3 separate regions of the Sus scrofa genome follow, and all the other regions are linked to region 3. The links are chromatin contacts, called in public Hi-C maps. All regions are on one chromosome and are shown on one strand. The core of a region is the stretch at or near the end of the contact, and the rest is flanking DNA. Distances in the headings are between cores, read along the strand shown.

Region 1 (3,308 bases), core at 257-2,756, 200 kb before region 3:
CTTGGGCTGGGCTCCGAACGCCAGCTGGGCGGGGATTACTGAGGGGAGGAGAGAAGAGAACACGCGTTGCCTGGGCAACCTGGGAGGCGGAGCTCATTATGTAACGGGGCCGGGAGGCAACCACCAATGGGGTGGCGGCCACGGCTTCAGCTGAATGAAAACAAACTCAGCACGTGGGCCCGGCTCCGCAGCCATGTGAGCGCTCCGGGCGCTTGGGCGCTCTGGGTGTCCTCCCTGGGGCAGAGCACCACTCTTGGGGCTCCTCAAGTGCCGCTCCCTACTGTCACTGAGGATTCCCCAGTGAGATCGTACACATTCCCCCAGCCCCTCCTGCCTGGAACCCAGATCGCCCCAATGCTCCTTAAGTTCTTTCAAGCCTGCAGGAGCTAAGGAAGAGGAAGAGAGGAGGGGCGCGCGGGGGGGGGGTCCTCCTGAGAAGTCCAGGCATGCCATAACTGCAGGGGGTGGACAGACGGGGGCGTTTCGGGGCACTGCTCCAGAGCTCCCAGTTCCTTTAAACTGTTCATCTCAGCACACGTACCCGCTCTCCATTTCCTCCTTCCTCGCTATACGAGTGCTTCAGGCTAAAGGGAGCTTTGGGACTCTGAGGGGGTGATGGTTGGGCGCCTCCGAGGGCATTCCCAGGCCGAAGAACCTGTTCTGGAAATCCCAGTCTAGCAAATCCTAGCGTGGCCCCCATCACACTAGCAAATCCCTAGGCGGAGGGAGTCCCCAGTCCCTTACAAAGTTCCTCTTGTTCTAAGGCGTAAGGCGTAGATGGAGGAGAGGAGACAGCAACAGAGAAAGAATGATGGTAGCAAAGAAATCTTAGTACCTGTGTTGTTGTTGGAGTCCAGGGTCGTCATGTCTTCACCGGCTGACAGCGGTCATTCAAACTGGACCTTGACACAAACTGGAGGTTAGAATTGTCACTGTCGCCCCCTGGGCACTGGCTGAGGGCCAAGAGTGGACCCGGTTCGCGATCAGGATCTGAGGCACCCTGCAGCAAGGTCTTGGGTTGGCCGGACTGCAGTCCTGCAGAAGGGTAGGACGCTGAAGCAACGGAGATCTGCTTTGCATGGGAAGAGCAGAGAGAGTGTGGGGGAAGGGGCGGGGGGAATCAGCCTGCGGTAGTTCTGGCCAGAAGGTAGCAAGAAGGGTCGGGTCTCTGCAGTGCACGGGATGCCACTGCCTGACGGCTCCGCAGCGCTGCAGGGTAGCGAATCTGGAGCTCCCGGTGCAAAAGTCCCAGAGGGAGAGAGGTTGCAGTCAGGAAGTAAGTAGGTGATGGGGAGAAAGGGGGCACCCAGGCGCGAAGAAGCGAGACGTGTGCCCTGCTACGTTCCCTCAGCAGCAATATTTCACTCTGCCAATCTCAGCCGCCTTTTGCCCCAGCCTTTTTCCCTGGGACAGAGGGCTCTGCGCAGGCGCCAGCAACCCAGGGTTCCCGGGCCGCACGCGGCACTGGAGCAGGTACCATGTGATCCCAGGGAGCGCCTCGTGCCCCAGTGACACACTTTTCCAGCAGCAGGCACGTTGAGCTCCGTGCGCCTGCGTAAACCCGAGGCTGTCGGGATATGTAGTCCGCTGGCAAAGTGGGCGGGCTGCGTTATTTCCCCACTTCCTCCTGCAAAAGCTCTTGCTGGGACCGGGGAGGAGCTGAGAGCCGCATGGGGTGGGGTGCGCTGAAGGCTCAGGGTGGCTCGTTTGGAAAGCCTGTATGGCAGAGGCATGTGAATTCCTAAGGAGGGACTGGCAAGCTTGGCTGCTCCCTGGGAGATCAAAGCTAACAGCTCCTTTCTGCAGACCTTGCAAACGTGAGGGCTTCACGTGATTGCAGGACTGACCTAGCCTTTGAGGTTACTGTTAACAGGAGAGAGATGACAAGTAGGGGAGGGTGACACCCCCAGGGTCAGGAACTTAAGCTGAACTTCTGCTGCTCAGGACCAAGTCCTGAGATGGAAAGGAAACGTGACTCCTTGTAGGGAAAAGAGTTGCCATGGGGGTGAGGATGTCCTTGGGGACTCCCTGTTTGCTTGTATGACACCACCCCACCCACTCAAGTTGACTTTGGGGTGAGTCATTTCCTTTTGTCTGGGAAATAAAAAAGACAAGGAAGGGGAACTGTGGTGAAAGTGCTTTTCCGTCCTAACGTAAAGGAGCCAGAGGTGAGGCAAGAGCCTGGGAGCAGAGTGACACCTCCACCCCCAGTGCTTCAGGGTAGCGTGGATTCCACAGAAGGGCACACAAAGACCGCCTTACCCTCCCTCCTTTGCTGACAGGAGAATGAGGCTTAGAAGGAGCGATTGGCCCAAGGTCAGACATCCCTTGCTAGTTTCATTTGCCCACCGTTAGGGAGGTGGGTGGCTGTGAAAGTGAAACACTGAACAGGGGTTAGAAACAGCCAGCATCTCTCTTTAGAGGAGCAACTGCCCCATTGGTGCAAACCTGTCCTGGTCTCAAGTAAAGTAGAGAGAGGTCTATTCTGTGGTCTATTCTGTTTGAGGTTTGGGCTACGTAGAGAGCTGGGAGCCTCTTTTTTTTTTTTTTGGCTTTTTAGGGCCACACCCACGGCACATGGAAGGTCCAGGGCTAGGGGTCGAATTGGAGCTGCAGCTGCCAGCCACAGCCACAGCCACAGCAACATGGGATACAAGCCATGTCCACGACCTACACCACAGCTCATGGCAACGCCCGACCTTTAGGCTCAGGGATGAAACCTGAGTCCTCATGGATACCAGTCACTAGTCGGGTTCATTACTGCTGAGCCACAAGAACTCCTGGGAGCCTCTTGCAGCAGGCGAGTGAAGAATGAACCTGGGCCACCTGCTGCTTCCTGCTAATCCCTCCCAGTCCCACTGCCTTCTAAGGAGAGTTTGTTTTTTCTTTTTTCTTTTTCACACAGGAAGCCCTTCTCCACTTGCACACAGGGAGCTCCTGCGACAGCATGGATAGATGCCTGGAAAGGCAACAGCCACCAAAGAGGCAGAGAAAAGGGAGGAGTGCAAACACCAAGGAAGGAGTGAGCTGGGTGGTGAGGAAGCCGAGAGGACTGAAAGGAGGCGGCTGGGCAGCTGGCCTGACCACTCACTGACCCTCTGACTCCCAGGGGAAGACAGACGGGCTCCCTGGAAAGGCCTGGGCTTTCCCTTTGTTCCCCTGCCCCCAAGGAAAGTGGGGGAGAGAGATGGCAGTGGGCTCTTCCTTGGCCTGTCCCGGCCCCTTGGCCCAGAGCTGGGAAGCTACAGCAAGCAGAGCATGGGAGGACCTGGGAGGGGCCAGGACAAACCAGGAAAGAGGCTTTTCAG
Region 2 (3,387 bases), core at 761-3,260, 190 kb after region 3:
GCACAATGGCTGGCACAAAGGAGGGGCTCCATACATTTTTGGTCGTGAATAAAGAGTTATTTCTTTGGCCCCGTAAAGGAGTGGCCAGAGTGTGGGCTTTGAAAGCCAGCTGGAACTGCCCGAAATCAGGGTAGCAGTGTGACTTCGACAGACTTCCTTAACCCCTCTGAGTCTCAATTGCCTATTTTCTATTTTTCTTCCTTCCTTCCTTCCTTTCTTTTTTTTTTTTTTTTTTCTGTCTTTTTAGAACTGCATCCGCAGCACATGGAGGTTCCCAGGCTAGGGGTCGAATCGGACCTACAGCTGCTGGCCTACGCCACAGCCACAGCCACAGCCACAGCCACACCAAATCTGAGCCATGTCTTCAACCTACACCACAGCTCACAGCAACACTGGATCCTTAACCTACTGAGTGAGGCCAGGGATCGAACCCACAACCACATGTTTCCTAGTCGGATTTTTTTCCATGGTGCCACGATGGGAACTCCATCAACTGCCTATTTTCTAAATGGGACTCTAGGAGTTGCCGCTGTGGTATAGTGGGTTAAGAATCTGGCTGCAGTGGCTCCGGTGGCTGCAAAGGCACAGGTTCAATCCCTGGCCCGGAACAGTAGGTTAGAGGATCCGGTGTTACCTCAGCGGCAGTGTAAGTCACAGTTGTGGCTCGGATTTAACCCCTGGCCTGGGAACCTCTGTATGCTCCGGGTGCAGCCATTAAAAAAAAACAATAATAATAAAAATAAAATAAAATAGGATTCTAGTAGGGATATTGTGAGAATTAAATGGCATAAGATACGATGCTTAGTACAGTGTGTAGCACATGATAACATCCTAAGGAAGCTGTAGTTATTCTTGCTAGCTGTGTTACCGCAGGTGAGTTACACAAGCTCTCTGAACCTCAGTTTCCTCACCTGCTGTCACAGAATTCAGCAGGAGGTGGTGTATCTAGCACAGTCCTGGCACATCATAGGCACTGGGTACCCATAAGCCCGTCCCCACTTCGAACTTAATACAGCCCCTCCCCTCGCCCCGCCTTCTTTGAGGTTCTGTTCTCTGAGGCTCTGTTTCCTGCATCCCTTCCATCACCCTCCACTCCTCGTCCCCCCCGCCCCCCCGCTCCCCTGCTATCACCCGGCTCTGTCTGACTCTCCCAGCAGTGAAAGCTCACAAGCTCCAAGTAGCCCAGGGTCTCCCCAAGGCTATGCGGGCCTGGGTGGGGTGGGGCCCAAACAGGTGTACTTCTTGGACGAAAGCCCAAGTTCTGCCTTTGACGGGATTGGAGGATCCCCAGGGGGGAGGGTCCAGGTCTGTGTCTTGTTCTGGGAGGGGCCGGCCGAGGGATGTATCCATCCGCCCAGAGCCTTCCATCCTTCTCCCACTCCCTTTTCCCTGGACTCCCGAGCTTGCTCACTGGGCAGGTGAGCATCTCTGAAGTGGAGGTGAGCTGAGCAGGTGTGCGGTGGAAAGAGGGGTCGGTGCGGGTGAGCCGGCGGTGTTCAGGGAGTAGGCTGCTGGGGAGGAGGGGTTGGAGGCAGAGTTGGTGCCCCTGTGGGTGGCTTCTGGTGCCTGGCTTGACCCCTGGGCTTTGGCTATGCCCCCCAAGTCCCCCTAGTCCGGGGAGAAGAACGCACGCCTTGGGCTTTGCATGTGATCAGGTTGAGGCTCGGCACCGAGTGCCTTTTGCGTAAACCATACAAGATAAATGTGCCCGCGTTCCCAGGCCTCTTTTTAAACATTGGGAAAGAGGTTGGGGACATTTCATCCGCAGCATCTGCAGAACTTCACAGTGTCAGGTATTTACTCAGACCAATGATCAACTCTTCTGTCCCGAGCAAGCACTGACCTTGGCACCGGGAGGATCCTGGGACCAGTCCTGTTTCCTCTCCTGCCCTCTTGCCCTCCTACTGTCTGACCTTGAGACCTACTGCCTGAGAGGGAATGGGGCCGGCAGCCCCAGGCTAAGCCCGCGGGCACCCTGCCCTGCAGGGAAATGTTTATTTATTCAACGATGAGAACCTGGAGTTCACGCTGTGTAGTGGTCATTGTGACGCATAGAGCAGCCCAGCCAGTGGATTCCCCGGGGATGGGTGAACTACAGACAAAAACAAGGCTATGTTGAAGTCCCTGTTGTGGCTCAGCGGGTTAAGACCCTGACGTAGTGTGTCCCTGAGGATGCAGGTTCAATCCCTCTCATCCTTAGACCACCCTGGCCCTCCTTCCCCCTGCCTTCTGCTCATCACTCAGAATTCCTTCCCTCTCCCCATCTCATCTGCCTTAACCCCCACCGCAGAGGCCAGCTTCCTCTCCCTCCAACAGTTCCCTCTCAATATAGAAATGCAACTGCGACCCCAACTCCCAGAGAAAGCCCTTTCTTGCTTTTTTTTTTGCATTTTTAGAATTAAAGTATAGTTGATTTACAATGTTGTGCAAATTATTTGTTGTACAGCAAAGCAACCCAGTCACATATATATACACACACACACACATTCCTTTTCTCTTTTTTTTTTTTTAAGGCTGCACCGTGGCATATGGAAATTCCCAGGCTAGAGGTCTAATCAGAGCTACAGCTGCTGGCCACAGCCACAGCCACAGCCACGCCAGATCCAAGCCACGTCTGCGACCTACACCACAGCTCACGGCAATGCCGGATCCTTAACCCACTGAGCAATGCCAGGGATCGAACCCACGTCCTCATGGATACTAGTCAGATTTGTTTCTGCTGAGCCATGACGGGAACTCCTATATATTCCTTTTTTTTTTTTCTTAAAAATTTTTTTTTTGATTTATATTTTTTAAATTACTGAATGAATTTTATCACATCTATAGTTGTACAACATTCCTCTTCTTCCGTCTTCCGTCATGGTCTATCCCAAGAGAATGGATGTAGTTCCCTGTGGAGAAGGTCCTTTCTTAGAAAGAACAGTTGCCTGATTTCTTTTGGACTTGCTGCCGTATGTCTTTTGCATTTTGTTCTCCCTGATCTTGTGGCAAAGGTGGGCACTACCGGAGGGGAGAGGGGACCTGGCCACAGGACAAGAGGGATGGGACCTGCCAGAGAAGAGCTAGGCAGTCTGGGAGGAGGCTGGTGTGTGCCAGGGTGGATGCGTAGGGATGTGTGAGTGAGAATAGGAGGGTGGGGGGAAGAGCTCTGGGGCTTGGGAACCCAGGTTCGAGTTTCGCAGTGCCAAGAGCTCGTGAGAGACCTCAGGCAAGTCCTTTCCCTCTCAGGGCCTCAGTTGACTCATCTGCATAATGGGTGGGCAGGGGAGACTAATCTCAAAGCTGCTCCAGCTCGATTTATAAAAATGTATGGGGAAGGAAATGAATTTGGTTTCCTTGTAGTTAGTGGCTTTTTTTTTTTTTTAAGCTATCATTTATTAAAAGTCT
Region 3 (3,197 bases), core at 337-2,836:
GCTGAGGGGGTCTCTGGGGGCCTGGCGGCTTGCAGAAGGTTGAAGGGCAACCCCTAACCTCTTTGCTCTAGGAGGAGACACCTGAGGTGGCAAGACACCCACCTTGGCCCCTTTCAGAGCCACCTCACCCCACAGCCTTTCTATTGTCCTGCCCCCTGACCTTTGCCCCTGGGGCAGATTGGCTGGGAGGCTGCAGGCTGGGGACGGAGGGAGAGAGGGAGGCGTGAACGTGGGTGGGCTTTTGTAAAAGCAGAAAGGCACAGGTGAGAGGTGTGACCCATGCCGGGATCCTCCTTCACATCCTCTCGGAACTCGAGGAGGGTGTCCCCTGCTAAGCGGGATCATTGGGGCCTGGCTGCCAGGGTCACTTCCTCCACAGCCTTGGCCGCCTTGGCCAGAGGCCTGGGGCGGGGCAGCTGGGATCTGAGACCTTGGGCTCTAGCCTCTGGGGGCTGTTCAGCTCTTCCTGGCTCCACACTGGGGGAGTGGGGTGTGTGTGAGGAGGCTGGAGTCCAGCTGGCCTTGGGGAAGTGGAGGCCTGTTGGGGTGGAGCTGAAGGCCTGGCCTTCCCTGTTCCCAGGCTCCTGGTGTAGGTGTGTAGCCGGGGGCTCAGCTCCCAAGGCTGTAGGCTGGAGGGTGGCTGTGGGAGTTGTCATGGGGCCACAAGAGGGACCTGTAGGGCGGCGACCTGACTATCTGGAGTACACGGGGTCACTGCCGAACCCCTCGGTGTAGTACGTGTAGGTTCTCCGGTGACAGGGAGCCCTCCAGTCCCCTTACGCTCAGTGCCCCACTTCCTTCTGCCACCTCCAGCGAAGGTCGGAATTGATGGTAGGTTGGCCGTGGGAGGAGGCCTTGCAGATCCTGCAGGGCCCTGGGGACCGTGCCTCCCTCCGCGGAGCCCGCGTTTCGGGGCACCAGAGGACACGGGGTACACAGGATGTGGCTCTCCATCTGTCCCCCACCAATCTCGCCGCTCACGCCTCCGCCCGCTCCCAGACGTCCAAGAATGTGAAGCACGTGGATGCCCGTAGTGGGGGGAGGGGGAGATGCTTATCGGCCGCCGCTGGGTAGGGGCCTTCTTCCGCCGCCCGCGCTGCACCCAGAGCCACCCCCACCCTTCTCCGGGGTGGAGGAAGGGCGGACCCAGGGCCCCGCGCCCCGTCCCCAGCCCTCCCCGGGGGCCGTGAGGGGAGCCGCGGAGGAGCGGGCGCCAGCTGGATTGGGAGGGGAGCCGCTGGCCGGGGGCCCGGCTGATTTCCTGCTGATCTCCTCCAGGAAACCGGCCCCTTGTGCGAGGCTGCGAGCGGCTGTGGGGCGCGGGGACTCCCGAGCGCTCCGCGCCTCCTGCCCGCCCGCCCGCGGTGGAGCCGAGCGGGGGAGGGGCACGGTGGCAGCGCGGGCGGGAGGGCACGCCTGGCTCCCTGGGCCGGTGCCAGCCCTCCGCTGGGCGCTGGAACTTTGAGCCGAGAAGGTGTGGCGCTCCTCCCGCCTCGTCCTTCTGCAGGAAGAGGAGAGATTCGTGGGCCGGGCCCTCTGGGGAGGGAGGTGAGCCGGGAGGGGCCCGGCCGCGGCCGTCCTTCCTCTCCTGGGTCGGGCATGCAGAGTTAAGGCAGCAGCCTCACTCTCGCAGCGGCTGTGAGGGGACCCTGCTCCCCTAGGCTGCTGGCTGGAGGCCGGGGAGGTGGGGACTGGGCCAGGGTTCTGGGTTCAAAGGGCGCAGTGGGAAACCTCAGAGCTGTTACCTGGGTGACAGGTGGGGGTGTGCTGGGGGGTGGGGGTGCAGCCCGTGTCACTGCCTCAGAGGCAGCCCGCTGCTGTGGGGTGGGCCCAAGGGAGGGCTCTTTGAACTCAAAGTGTGTCCCCCTCACCTCAGGTTATCTCCGCCCTCCTGCTAAAAAACACGTTTAAAAAGCACATTCTTCCAGTTCCACAAAGAGCCTCTGGACTTTGCCTTTAGCTCCAAATTTCTGCAGGTCTTTGCCCCTTCAGTCGGTCCCTGGCCTTAGAGCTGTCTGTCCCTCAGCCAGATCTCCCCCATGTGTCTCCCCACGGCCCCTCCCCTCTCTGAGCCCCGCTCTGTGCCTTGAAGCTCCCTGGGTCCTGTCTGGTCCACCTCTAAGGTGGGGGGCCTTCGGGGAGGTGGGCCCCAGGCGGAGGTTGGATGGGGAGGGAGAGGAGGGGAGGTCAGCGACTCCATCCTTGCTTGTTGGAACGCTGACGAGATTCTAGGCCATGGTCCCCCCACCTCCCCTTGTCCTTGACACCCCCCCCCAACAGTCTGGATTGTCTATTGTTACTCCTTTTACGTCTTGGAAAAAGTTAGCACAACAAAGGGCTCCTTTGTCGCTCACCCCTCTGCCTCCTGGCCTCACCCAGGCCCCCCAACCCCGCCCCCCACCCCCAGCAGCTGTTCTCAGGCCTCTCGCCTGTCTGATTTGCTTGTCTGGCCTCCGGGAGAGTGAGGCAGGGGAAAACCAGGCCAGGACCGTTCGATTTGGGGTGAGGAGCAGAGAGTGGGGGAGATCAGCGAAGAGTCTGTGGACCTGTGAGGGTGTGGGCATCCACTGTGCCTTTGCTGCAGGCTGGTCCCTGGGCAGGGCCAGGGCCATGGGGCCATGGCAGTATTGGTCAGCCAGGCTGACTAGGAAAGCGGTGCCCAGGCCCAGTTAAGAGCCAGGAAAGTCCTGCCAAGGTTGTTGGCCTGGCTCCCTGTCATCAACTGCCTGGCAGTCCCTGGCTGTGTCTGCAGGTAAAGGGGGAGGGTATCGGGATGCAGCTAGTCGGGCCCTGCCCCGCCCCCGCCCCCATGCAGGTGCTTCTTTTCTCTGTGCCTGGACTTTGGGGCCCTGTGAGTCATGAGGTGCTAGGAGGTGTTTGGGCAGGAACTCTGGGCCCCTTTGAATTCCAGGGCCTCGTGTCCTGGAGTCAAGGGTGAGACTAGGTAGGATTCTGGGGTGTGGGAGGAGGCAGCCTTGCCACCCCCCCCCAGCCCTGGACAAGCGAACTTGGCAAAGGCCTCAGGAAGATGCCGAGCGGCCCTTTGGGAATCTGGGGTTGACTGAGTCGTAGTTCTCTTCCAGCACAGAACACCCCCAGCTGCCCAGGCTTTGGGTATAGACACCCTCCCCCCATGCAGCCCAGCCCTGTTCTGCCTGGGGTGATGGGCACAGGGCCAGGCATTGGGGAGGATCTGG

Evidence for each region. Hi-C and Micro-C count contacts between places; a contact is called where the count stands out from the background.
Region 1: a Hi-C map of liver shows a contact between it and region 3, with 2.4 times the contacts expected there. The contact joins the promoter of NR1D1 here to the enhancer-like site in region 3. A contact is called at or near these places in 1 of 5 promoter capture datasets (liver), 2 of 47 Hi-C or Micro-C datasets (heart right ventricle and liver) and 2 of 2 datasets of contacts at active chromatin or transcription factors (alveolar macrophages and skeletal muscle).
Region 2: a Hi-C map of liver shows a contact between it and region 3, with 4 times the contacts expected there. The contact joins two enhancer-like sites. A contact is called at or near these places in 2 of 47 Hi-C or Micro-C datasets (embryonic fibroblasts and liver) and 1 of 2 datasets of contacts at active chromatin or transcription factors (skeletal muscle).

The regions. Positions count from the first base shown.
Region 1 is chr12:22,261,747-22,265,054 of Sscrofa11.1, reverse strand. It overlaps NR1D1 (nuclear receptor subfamily 1 group D member 1), which reads right to left and starts at 1,506. Exons shown (of 8, transcript XM_021067027.1): 1 at 836-1,506. The coding sequence starts at 866.
Region 2 is chr12:21,871,899-21,875,285 of Sscrofa11.1, reverse strand. No RefSeq gene overlaps it. Among named protein-coding and RNA genes, the nearest start is that of CCR7, 16 kb to the right of the region's middle. Within about 2 kb of position 2,010, at least 18 of the 83 cell types and tissues checked have an H3K27ac peak or open chromatin away from gene starts, as enhancers often do. A contact at or near this core is called in liver, where this site is marked.
Region 3 is chr12:22,058,275-22,061,471 of Sscrofa11.1, reverse strand. The region is part of intron 2 of RARA (retinoic acid receptor alpha); the gene reads left to right. Among named protein-coding and RNA genes, the nearest start is that of GJD3, 20 kb to the right of the region's middle. Within about 2 kb of position 1,586, at least 27 of the 83 cell types and tissues checked have an H3K27ac peak or open chromatin away from gene starts, as enhancers often do. A contact at or near this core is called in liver and skeletal muscle, where this site is marked.